Linked DNA regions of Mus musculus: regions 1 and 3 are each linked to region 2. The links are chromatin contacts, called in public HiChIP or PLAC-seq and promoter capture Hi-C maps. All regions are on one chromosome and are shown on one strand. Each heading gives the region's core, a stretch centred on a gene start, on an enhancer-like site or on the middle of the called end of the contact. The rest is flanking DNA. Distances are from core to core; before and after follow the strand shown.

The links. Promoter capture Hi-C pulls out the DNA fragments that hold promoters and counts their contacts. HiChIP or PLAC-seq counts read pairs in DNA pulled down with a chosen protein or histone mark.
Region 1: a contact with region 2 is called in a FOXA1 HiChIP or PLAC-seq map of pancreatic cancer cells. The contact joins the promoter of Eppk1 here to the promoter of Commd5 in region 2.
Region 3: a contact with region 2 is called in a promoter capture Hi-C map of the SN4741 cell line, with 5 times the contacts expected there. The contact joins the promoter of Fam83h here to the promoter of Commd5 in region 2. A contact is called at or near these places in 3 of 39 promoter capture datasets (the SN4741 cell line, embryonic stem cells and liver) and 1 of 115 datasets of contacts at active chromatin or transcription factors (pancreatic cancer cells).

The regions. Positions count from the first base shown.
Region 1 is chr15:76,118,862-76,122,432 of GRCm38.p6, forward strand. Eppk1 (epiplakin 1) reads right to left here and starts at 1,334. Exons shown (of 3, transcript NM_144848.2): 1 at 248-1,334. BC024139 (cDNA sequence BC024139) reads right to left here. Exons shown (of 16, transcript NM_001142968.1): 10 at 2,745-2,887; 11 at 2,563-2,665; 12 at 2,009-2,302; 13 at 1,598-1,822; 14 at 1,393-1,477; 15 at 1,142-1,275; 16 at 656-968. The coding sequence ends at 885. Gm52196 (a long non-coding RNA gene) reads left to right here. Exons shown (of 3, transcript XR_003951574.1): 3 at 1-287.
Region 2 is chr15:76,898,520-76,901,917 of GRCm38.p6, forward strand. It overlaps Commd5 (COMM domain containing 5), which reads left to right and starts at 1,422. Exons shown (of 2, transcript NM_025536.2): 1 at 1,422-1,473; 2 at 1,833-2,778. The coding sequence starts at 1,886. The coding sequence ends at 2,560.
Region 3 is chr15:76,008,020-76,011,467 of GRCm38.p6, forward strand. It overlaps Fam83h (family with sequence similarity 83, member H), which reads right to left and starts at 1,479. Exons shown (of 5, transcript NM_001168253.1): 1 at 1,355-1,479. It overlaps Iqank1 (IQ motif and ankyrin repeat containing 1), which reads left to right and starts at 1,850. Exons shown (of 14, transcript NM_001370920.1): 1 at 1,850-1,926; 2 at 3,317-3,405. The coding sequence starts at 3,321.

The DNA of each region.
Region 1 (3,571 bases), core at 84-2,583, 780 kb before region 2:
ACACCACACATCTGCTAGAAACCAACCCACACCCTCGCGAGACCGCACAGCAGCCTGGCAGGGTCCTCAGTTTCCCGAACGATCCCAAGACTCAGGGGCCTCCCACCTCCCATCTGAGCTCAGATGACCCAGGTAAATGGGGCCCAGAACGGTCCCGCAGCCCCTCACTAAGTCCGCCTGGGGCCGCTGGCCTCTGGTTCCCACAGCTTTTCAGTTTCGGTTCTCCAAACTGCCCTCATTTCCTCACCTGTCGTGACAAGGCTGGCGCGGTCCTCTGTCTCTCCGCTCCCTCCACGCCGGGAGCCCCGCGCCACAAGCATTTAAATCGGCATGGCCCCTCCCTATGTTGACCCAAGTCCCTTCCCCATTGAGGGCGGTAGGCGGGGCTGAAAGCCAGGTTGGGCACCCCACAGGACAGGTGGAGTGGGCAGGTGAACACAAACTAAAGCATGGGGCAGGGCTACCTCTGAGCAACTCAAGCTGGGAGAGGCTGTTGAGTTGCAAAGTCCCTCCTTTCCTCCCTCCCTCCCTCCCTCCCTACTACAAGTCATTGAAAAAGAATGCGGGCCTGCTCTGGGTTGGGAGTGGAGAGCAACATGGGCTCTGTGGCTTTTGAATGAAGTTTGCAAGGGAAATGAAGACCCACCAAAGAGAGTTTCAGTTCCCCAAACTCCTCTTTATTGCTGAGAGTGAGAGACATGCCGGGACAGTGGCGGTGCACGCCTTTAATCCCAGCACCTGGGAGGCAGAGGCAGGCAGATTTCTGAGTTCGAGGCCAGCCTGGTGAGAGACCCAACCCCACTCTGTGTGCTCCAAGCTCCTGCTCAGTCCCTGAGCATGCTCTGCCACGGTTTCCTGTCCCTATCTTCTGGATCTTGGAGTCTTCACAGCTCCTCAGTGGACTGCTCTGAGGTTTTGACCTTGTAGGAGCTGGAGTCTCTGCGGTCTTTGACAATTGGCAGCCCTGTCTGCAAGGGGTGGCCAGGCTTCATCTCACCATTCAGCTCCCTGACATTTCCCACCCCCCTGGGGCTCAAATAAGTTCCTCAGTCCATCTGAAGGACCCAGCATCAGGAGAACCTAGCATCAGGAGGACCTAGCATCAGGAGGACCTAGCTCTGAAGCCCATCCCAGCTCTCACCTTCAGAGACAGGGGTCTGTTAGTGCCCATTTGGTTGGAGGTCCAGAGCCTCAGGGTGATGACCTCAGGGGCTGGCACACTAGGAGTCCAGCACAGGAACCTTTCGTGGATCTTCTGGCTGGTTCTCCCCTTTGCTGCTCAGAGATCCCATGTCGCTAGGCCAAAGCAGATGGCACACCTCTCCTGCCCATCCACCACCACCACCACCACACCCTGATGACTTACATGTCCTGTCCTACCCCAGCTCTCACCTCTGACTGGGTCATTTTTGACCAGAAATTCATCCAAAGCTGCCCAACCACCTCCAACACGAACCATCATGGCTCCTCGAGCTGCCTATGGAGCCAGAGGTGGGGGGAGTGGGGTTATGACACCAAGCCTTCAATACAGGGGTTGGGGCAGTTCCTGGGGCTCTGTCCTCCCCACCGTTACAGGCCCACACTCACACCTGCTTACCAAGGCTCCCTGGACCTTGGGCCTGCCTCTGGCCCCTGATGCACTTGACCCTTCTGGGTTTCTTGCTCTGACCACGCTATTGGGCTGTTTCTGGCCACTGGAGAGCCCTGGCTTGAATGTGATGGAGACCTTGTGGAGAGGCCCACGTCTCCCCCAGTTATAGCTAGGCCAGCCTTGTCCCACGCTGTCCTGCTCCTCAGTTGACAGGAAGCTATCTGCAGGATCCTACTGGGAAATGTTTCAATGCTGCCTGTGGCTTCGGGTACAAAGCACACCCCAGACCACTTTATTTTATGACCAAGTCAATACAGATAGTGTCTTTACAAGACCCTGGTGTATGTTGGCTCCTTGCTGGGAGGTAAGACCAAGTCCTTTTCATGTGCCCAGATCTATGGATCTATCTGCCCTTACCTGTACCTGGTGGCCCTGTTCCAGCCGTTCCCACTGGTCCCTTTTGTCCTCGCTCCTCTTGCTATGCTCTGGCTTCCTAAGACTCCAGTTCTCCATGACCTCTGACCACCATGGCCTCCAGCTCAGTTCTTTTGGAATCTTCCCCAGGAGGCAAGCCTTAGCTCTACTCGCCAGATCCCCAGGCGGCTCCTGGTCAAGACTCATCAAAGCCAGTATCTCCCTTGGGGCTCGAGTCCAGTACTTTGGGGTGAGGGCCGGAGGCATCTCCTCTAACAAGCTGTGGGCTTGTACCACCTATGCATTAGGGGGAAATGTTAGGGAACTTGGAGGACCCCATGCCAAAATTGCCCACCACTTCACCACCTCTCTTGAGCCAACGTCCTCATCCCCCAGAGCCTCTTAGAAGTTCTGCCCAGCACTTTAGGCCTTCCAGCACCTCCAAATGGTCTTACAGAGGGTGTGGCTCAAGGACAGATGTGTCCAGTATCAATAGGCTAACCCTGGATTGCTACACAGTTACAGTACAGGCCAGAGCCTCTGGCCACTGGTCCCACCTTGATCCCCAAGGGTTCCGCTTGGCTCAGTCTATGGGGGCACAAGACCAACTTCTCTACAAGGTGGCCCACAAGCAGCAGCACCCCTTCCAGGGTGTGTATCCTGGAGAAGAGATGAACAGCCATGAGCAGGGTAGAGGGCCAGTGTGAGTGGGGTGGGAGCAGCTGGTGAGCAGGCTCACCTCTCGCAGGAGGGGCTAGACATGGCAGCCCGGCAGCCCTGCAGGTCCATCAGCAGGCCCAAGTGGCAGGTGCTCCCATAGTCAGCAGCTCCTCTCCTTCCTAGCCATGACACTGCCAGGGTTTGCTGTTCCCACAGGAACTCCTGCCGTCAGAGTAGCCTGATGTACTATCGGTTTTCAGAGCGGGAAAAGTTGAAGGGCAAAGTCTTTTTGCCTCCGTGGGTCTCAGATCTTGAGCCCTCTCCCTTACTCTGTTCATCTAGTGCCTTGCACTGTTCATCACCTTAGCAAGAGGACCACACATGCTGGCCCAGTCCTTCTACCCCTAGGCCTCTTCAGTGTAGGGAGGGCAGCCACACCCCACATTGTGCTGATGCTCAGAGCAAGGTGAAGAAAGCCAGCAAGGTCCTCCCTGTGGTTGAATTGTATCCACCATCACCACCGCCCGTTCCCATGATGAAGTGCCAGCCTTAGAGAGAGGCAGTTGCATGTATAACTAGCAGTTATACATGTGATCACAGTGGAATGTAGGCATCGATGTGACTGCTGCCCTTAAAAAAGATGGGGGTTCCCCAACAACTGGAGCAGGGACTGTCCTGTTCCCCTAAGACTGCCTTGTCCGGTCTTAGTGGGTGAGGATGCGCCTAGTCCTGCAGTGACTTGATGTGTTAGGGTGGGTTGATTCAGGAGGGGCCTCCTCTTTCTCAGAGGAGAAGGGGAAGGGGGGCTAGATGAGGAGGGACCTAGAGGAGGAGGGGGGAGATGTAAAGTGAATAAATAAATAGATTAAGGGGGGAAAGAAGGGGGATTTGGGGACTGGGAAGATA
Region 2 (3,398 bases), core at 172-2,671:
AACAAACAAAATGCCACCAGCCATGGTGACCTCTGTCTCCACATGCACACATATGCACATGCATTTACACATACATGTGTACCCACACACACGTGAGCACACACAGAAATGCACATCCCCTTCGCTAAAAAAAAAAAAAGATCCCCAAACAAAAGGCTTTTATGAACATATATTAGATATAGGTTGAATTTTGTTCTTCAAAAGATATCCTGGAGTCCTAAGATCTCCGGAACCTGAGAGTAAATGAGACACTATTTGGAACAATGGTCCTGGTAAGTGAAGTCATGAGAATGCTTACAGGAAAGTCGAAATCCCACCTAAAGATGGAGGCAGTGAGCCAGGAAGTGGTGGCATGGCACATGCCTTTAATTCCAGCATTCAGGAGCAGAAGCAGTCTGTCTGGAGACAGAGATTAGAGTGATATATCCAAGCTAAGGAATGTCAAGGATGTTTGGCTGCAAGCTAATGTTGCAAGGGGCTCAAGAACATGGTCCTATCAACACTTAGAGCTTCTGGAACCATTATATTTCTGCTATATCACGAAATTAATTTTGGCTGCTTAGGAAGTGTGTGTGTGTGTGTGTGTGTGTCTGTGTGTGTTATTTATTTAAGATGGAATCTCTGTGTAGCCCTGACTGGCCTAGAACTCACAGAGATCTCTTTGCCTCTGCCTCCCAAGTGTTGGAATTAAAGGTGTACACCATAACGCCCAACTTCCTCCAATCTCTGATGAAGCAACACACCAAGTTCTTCAGGTTGACCTTGAACTCACTCTGGAGCCCAGATTAGCCCTGCCTTGGGTTTGCGATCATCCTGTCCCAGGCTCTTCCGATCACTCGCTTATATCACCAGGGCTGGGTCATTAGCCATTCATACCATCCTTGATAAAACGTCCAGACTTTGCCGGCAAAATTAATCACCTACCCCAAAAGCTTCTTGGGGCTATAATGCATATACCACACAAATTTACCCCCCCCCCCCACTTCTGCGGGGAATTCTGTTTGGTTTATTGAAATTGTTTGGGTTTGTTTGTTTGTTTGTTTGAGACAGGGTATGTAGCGCTGCCTGTGCTGGAACTCTGTGTAGACCCGACTGACCTTGAACTGTTTCTGCCTCCTAGTGCTCGGATTAAAAGACGTGGGCCGCCGCCTAGACCATCTAAGTATTTTAAAATATGCAATTCGTTGGCATCAACCACAATAATTCTTACGTCTGTTCTTCACATGGGGCTGCACAGGCCAGCAGAATCCATGCATCCCACACGGAAGCTAACTGAACTTTCCTCTCGCTTCCCAAAACACTGTTAGAAGGCAAGCGACCGGGCGGCGCATGCGCTCGGCTCCCGGGACCACAGAGAGCCACGGTCGCGCTTTCCTAGAGCGGCCCGGAAGTGTCTAAGTGGCACTTCCTGAGACTCGGCCAAGTTTCAGCTGCTGCCAGCCACAGCCAGCTCCTGCGGATAGCTTCCTCCAGGTGCAGAGGGCGTTCAAGGCTTAGTTTGTATTTGTAATGTGTGATTTAGGTCTTCCAGAGCTATGATGAGGATTCAGGGTTTGGGGGGGTCCTCGTTCCCTATTTATGTAGGATTTTGGTGCGCGCTTCAGTTTCTTGGTTCTTTTCCCTGCCAACTGTTAAATCTCCGGGACGCCTCCCTTCTGCTAGACTCAGGCGGGCTCCTTTGCCGCAAGGTCTCAGGGCCACCTCCAAAGCATGCATCCTATTTGCTATCTATCCTTGGTAGACAGGCGGGTGGGAGCCCCTCATCCACCCCCAGTTTTTAGTACATGAAGCTCCCGAGTAGGAAGTCACTTGTCTCTCCTTCACCTCTCCAGGCTACTGTGGTTAGTACCTTCTCTCCGGCCTGGTCAAGAAAGGGAAAGGAAGGATGTCTGCGTTGGGGGCTGCGGCTCCATACTTACACCATCCAACTGACAGTCACAGCGGCCGGGTCAGTTTCCTGGGTTCCCAGCCCTCTGCAGAAGTGACGGCAGTGGCCCAGCTCTTGAAGGACTTAGACAGGAGCACCTTCAGAAAGTTGTTGAAACTCGTAGTCGGGGCCCTCCATGGGAAAGACTGCAGAGAGGCCGTGCAGCACCTTGGTGCCAGCGCCAACCTGTCAGAGGAGCGTCTGGCCGTCCTGCTGGCGGGCACACACACCCTGCTCCAGCAGGCTCTCCGGCTGCCCCCTGCCAGTCTGAAACCAGATGCCTTCCAGGACGAACTCCAGGAACTTGGCATTCCCCAAGATATGATTGGAGATCTGGCCAGTTTGGCATTTGGGAGTCAACGCCCTCTTCTCGACTCTGTAGCCCAGCAGCAGGGATCCTCGCTGCCTCGTGTGTCGAATTTCCGGTGGCGGGTGGATGTGGCCATCTCAACCAGTGCTCAGTCCCGCTCCCTGCAACCGAGTGTTCTCATGCAGCTGAAGCTCACAGATGGATCGGCACACCGCTTCGAGGTGCCCATAGCCAAATTCCAGGAGCTGCGCTACAGCGTGGCGTTGGTCCTTAAGGAGATGGCAGAGCTGGAGAGAAAGTGTGAGCGCAAACTGCAGGACTGAACCCTGGTACTGTGGGGTGCTGAAGCTGGTACCAGAACCCAGCCGCACTGGTGATGAGGATGTAAGAACATATTTTAAGTGAAAAGACAGCTGGGACTTTTGGGTTTTGTTTTACAAGTAAACAGCTGGGCTGAGGCTGGAGAATGTGAAATGTAAGGCCGGCCTGGCTGGGTTTTACGTAGTGAGGCTCAGTTTCGAATTAAAGAGGTAAAGCAACTATTAAAAACATGTTATTCTATTAGGGAATTAAACCTACCTGTCCCTTCCCCAGCTGTGCTCCTGGATGAGACGATGTGCAGAGCTAAGTCCAGATGAAGATCTCTTACAACATACAACATGGTTGCTCAGCATGGCTGAACTCTGCCCATTTGCTTTCCTAAGTCCTGTGCTTTGCTGCGGACGTGTTTATTCTTTTGCCCTAAATTCCTGCTTTCCTGAAGCTGACATCCTAGTGGAAAGATCAGAGGGGGTGGGGGGAAGACATTACAAATACTAAATATGCATTAAATAATGTTTGGTATATATAACATTAAATACATATTTTAAATATTAAGACATGAGAACAGGGCCGGAGGATTGATTGAGCAGTGAAGAGCACTTGCCCTTGCAAAGAGGACTTGGGTTCAAGTCCCAGCATTCACGTGGTGGCTCACAACCTTCTGTAACTTCAGTTGTGGGGGAAGGGCAGGGGGGACCCAACACCAAGACATCCAACACAGGCACATATGTGGTACTCAAACATACATGCAAGCAAACTACTCATACTCAGAAAGTTGTAAATCTAAAACAAACAATAAAACTATGAGTACAGCTTGTGACAATTGAATAGAGCCAGGTC
Region 3 (3,448 bases), core at 229-2,728, 890 kb before region 2:
TGCCACCCCTAGGGGCATGGCGTAACACATTAGCAAGTCCAAGTGTGACAGAGATTGGAGGTGGGGACACTCCTATGTCTACTGGCCCTAAGAAGAGTGCTCCGACTTCCCTCTGGGGCATTGCCCTGACCTAAGGCTGTTGCTTTTCCTTCCTGTCTGCAATGTGAGGCGTGGCACACTGTTCTGGGGAGATGGAAGCAGAGCACCTGGGGTCTGATGCGGGCCTGTCTGCTTGGACAGGTCTCAGACTGGAGCCAGCTCTCCTAGGCAGCATTCCCACACTACCTGGGGATCCTAGCATGCTCACGCTGAGGGGACACTTCCTTGTATAAGACTGAGAACTGATACTGTCTAGCCAGTGGTGAGAACCCTCAGAGACACATGGGTTGGGAAGTGGCCTTAGTCCTGAGCGGCCACTGTGGTACCTGACCTCACAGAAGTCACACACGACCTTAAATGCCCTTACAATCATTCACTGGTACACATCGCCCCTTGACGATAGACGGGGCGGTGACCACTCCTATCAGCGATGAATCCAACAGCCTGCTCACTGACATCTGCCTATCCAAGTGGGGCCCTGCTTAAGGAAGGAGCCTATCCCACCCAAACCAGTGACTCAGCAGGAATTTTTTGTTCCTGACCTCCTACCTGAAGCTAGCCCCAGGCCCTTCACCACAAGTAGGGCAAGAAAATGACCCTTTCCTCTCCTGTCTGGCAGGAGGTAGTAGTGTTCCTGGGTCTGGAAGGGGGATCCATGGTTGAGGACCTTAGGCTACTACACAAAGAGGATGACAGGATGATTGTGATCAAGAAGGATTGGGGTTGTGGGGGACAAGAAGAACCTAGGAAGACCGGAAGTCGATGAATTATACAGCTTTCAGGTTAGGCACTGCAAGGCCCAAAGGTGTTACTGTACCCCAGGAAGTTAGCGGCTACCCAGGCCAGGTATCTTATCTGCCGATCCAGTCCAGGGATATGAGATCAGGAGTTAGGAGAGTCCAGTTTTCCCTGCCTTCCACACAAGGACCCAGCCCTAGACACCCCGGTTCATGGCGGCTCGGGGAGAGGCTCCGGGAAAGGTACAGGTCATGTCCTGACAATACCTAGGCCGCCAGAGCGAATCGCACTGTTCAGTCTCCTACTTGCCAGCGTGACCCTGGAAAATCCCTCACCCAGTGCCCCGGAGCGCAGTCTCCCTGTCTCCCACCCAGTCCCAAAGCACGCGCTCACTGCACCGCCCGGCCCAGGTCCAGAGACCAGACCCAGGTGGCACCGCGCGGAGGCCCGAGCCTCCCGTCCCGTGTGCCTCGCCCCGCCGTGCTGTGCCCGGCCCGCTCCGGGGCGGGAGCCCTACCTGGCCAGGTGAGCGGGGTTTCGGCACAGGGGCAGCAGGAGCCCACCGCCGCCCAGCGGCCTCGCGGTCCCGTCCGTCCGACAGCCACTCCCCGCCGCGGCCCGCCCGCCCGTTCGGCCTGATTCACGCGCCCGCCCCCGCCCCGCCCGCGCTCTGCCTCCTGCCTGTCCGGGCAGCACCTGGGCGGGGCGGCCCCACCCCGACGCGCCCGCATTCCTGCGCCCTCCGCGCCCCGGACCCCGGCCGCGATCCCGGGTTCCCAGTGTGGCTTCACTGGCGCCCCCAGCCCACACCCCAACCCCGACCCCTGAGCGCTCTGGTGGAGCCCCAGAGCTGCGCTCCGGACCCTGGCCAGCGCCGCTCCGGATTTCTAGAGCCTCGTCTTTCCGGACACTGAAGCCCCTTGAACCTATTTGAAAACCGATCGCTCAAAGCCCCTACTGCCGACCCCTGACCCTCGCCCCGGAAGTTGGGGTAACTCGGAAGTTCCGGCTTAGTCGCTAGGAAACTGGCCAGCTCGACGCGAGGGGCGGAGCTTCTGGCCTCTGTGTTGCGAGAGGCAGGTGAGGCAGGTGAGGTCTCAGACGGGGGGGGGGGGGGGGGGTGTTTGGGTACCCATCTCACTCAAGTGACCGCCCTACCGTTCGCAGACACACCTCTAGTTTCCCCAGTCCACTCCCCGCAGGCTCATCTTCGCGCATGAGACCGACAGCATAGGAACTCCACGGACCTCCCCACTCATTTGCCCAACCATAAAGGTTCCTGCGCACTCACCCGTACCCATGGGACCCCTCAGGCACAAGGGAATCTGGAGTGATCCGCCAGCAGAAGCCCCTCTGCCACACAGAATCCCGCAAACCAATCGTACCCCCCAAGTCCCCATCTCACATGAGGATCACTCTCTAAACTGCTCCAACAGTGTCGGTCCTGGCACCCACTGATCCTTTCCTGTGCAAACCAACTGAAGACACAAAGGTCCCGTCTTAATACATGCACATTAAAAGAGGCTGCACCCAAGATGCTGCAAGTACTGGATCCTCTACAGACAGGGAACCTCATGGTTGTATCGACCCCAACACATCACCCGTACACCTAAGGACTTAGTTCCTCCTAGAGCCCTAATCTACCCAGCCCTCCCTCCAACCCACTCCTCTACGCATGCCGTGCCCTGAACTCAGTCACATGTCCAAGCCAGCTTCCTACCTACCACTTCTCCTGTCCTAGATTCTCAGTGTCTGCCACCTGCCTGAACATTGTCCGTAAGACAGCTTACTTTCAGTCACTTTCTGGTCCTACTTTTAGGATAACATTTCATTAACTCCATCCCCAAATGCACTCTGGAGCCCTGCGGCCCCAGCCTAGTGGGTACATAAGTGTATGGAGTCAGCGATTGCACTACCCGCTTTCCTATTCATTGGCCCTGTGAGGGGTTCTAGGGCACTGGAAGACCCTACTAAAACAGGAGCGGAAAGTTCTTCCAAGAGGAGTGAATGGGGGGCCTGCCTTGTATACTAGGGAGAAGGGCATTGCTTCCAGAACCAGACAGCAGAGATTCCCAAGGCCAAGAAGGAAGAGGGTTTGCGGGTGGGGAGGGGCTGTGTTCAGCAGACCCACGTTGGCAGTAGTTGAAAGCAAGTCCGCAGAGCTCAGGCTGTTGAGCTTCTAGCCCAGCGATTTAGAGGATGGTGTTAGAACACAGAAGGACAGGCAGATCCAGAATTGTAGAGGACGGGGGTACCAGCATAAAGGGACACATCCTCTTGCTAGGTATCCTTCCTCGAGCTACTGGGCACATCCTTAGACCACCAGGGGCGGGCAGGTGGACCAAGAAGCTGGCTGGGGGACATGCTGGAGGTCTATGCTCCTGCTGCATGTTCATCCAGGGCCGGGGCAGTATTCCCACTGCCTTGTTCGCTGCCCTCCTGAATGTACCATCCCTGGACTTTTCCTTCCCACCCCCAGGAGAATGAGCACTAAGAAGGGGGGGCCCAAAGCTGCATCAGGGAAGGGGCAGGCGCTCCTCCCTGGGTCCAAGCTTCGAGCTACTGCTGGTGAGTGCCCCCTCTGACCTCCAGGGCACTACCCCAACACTGA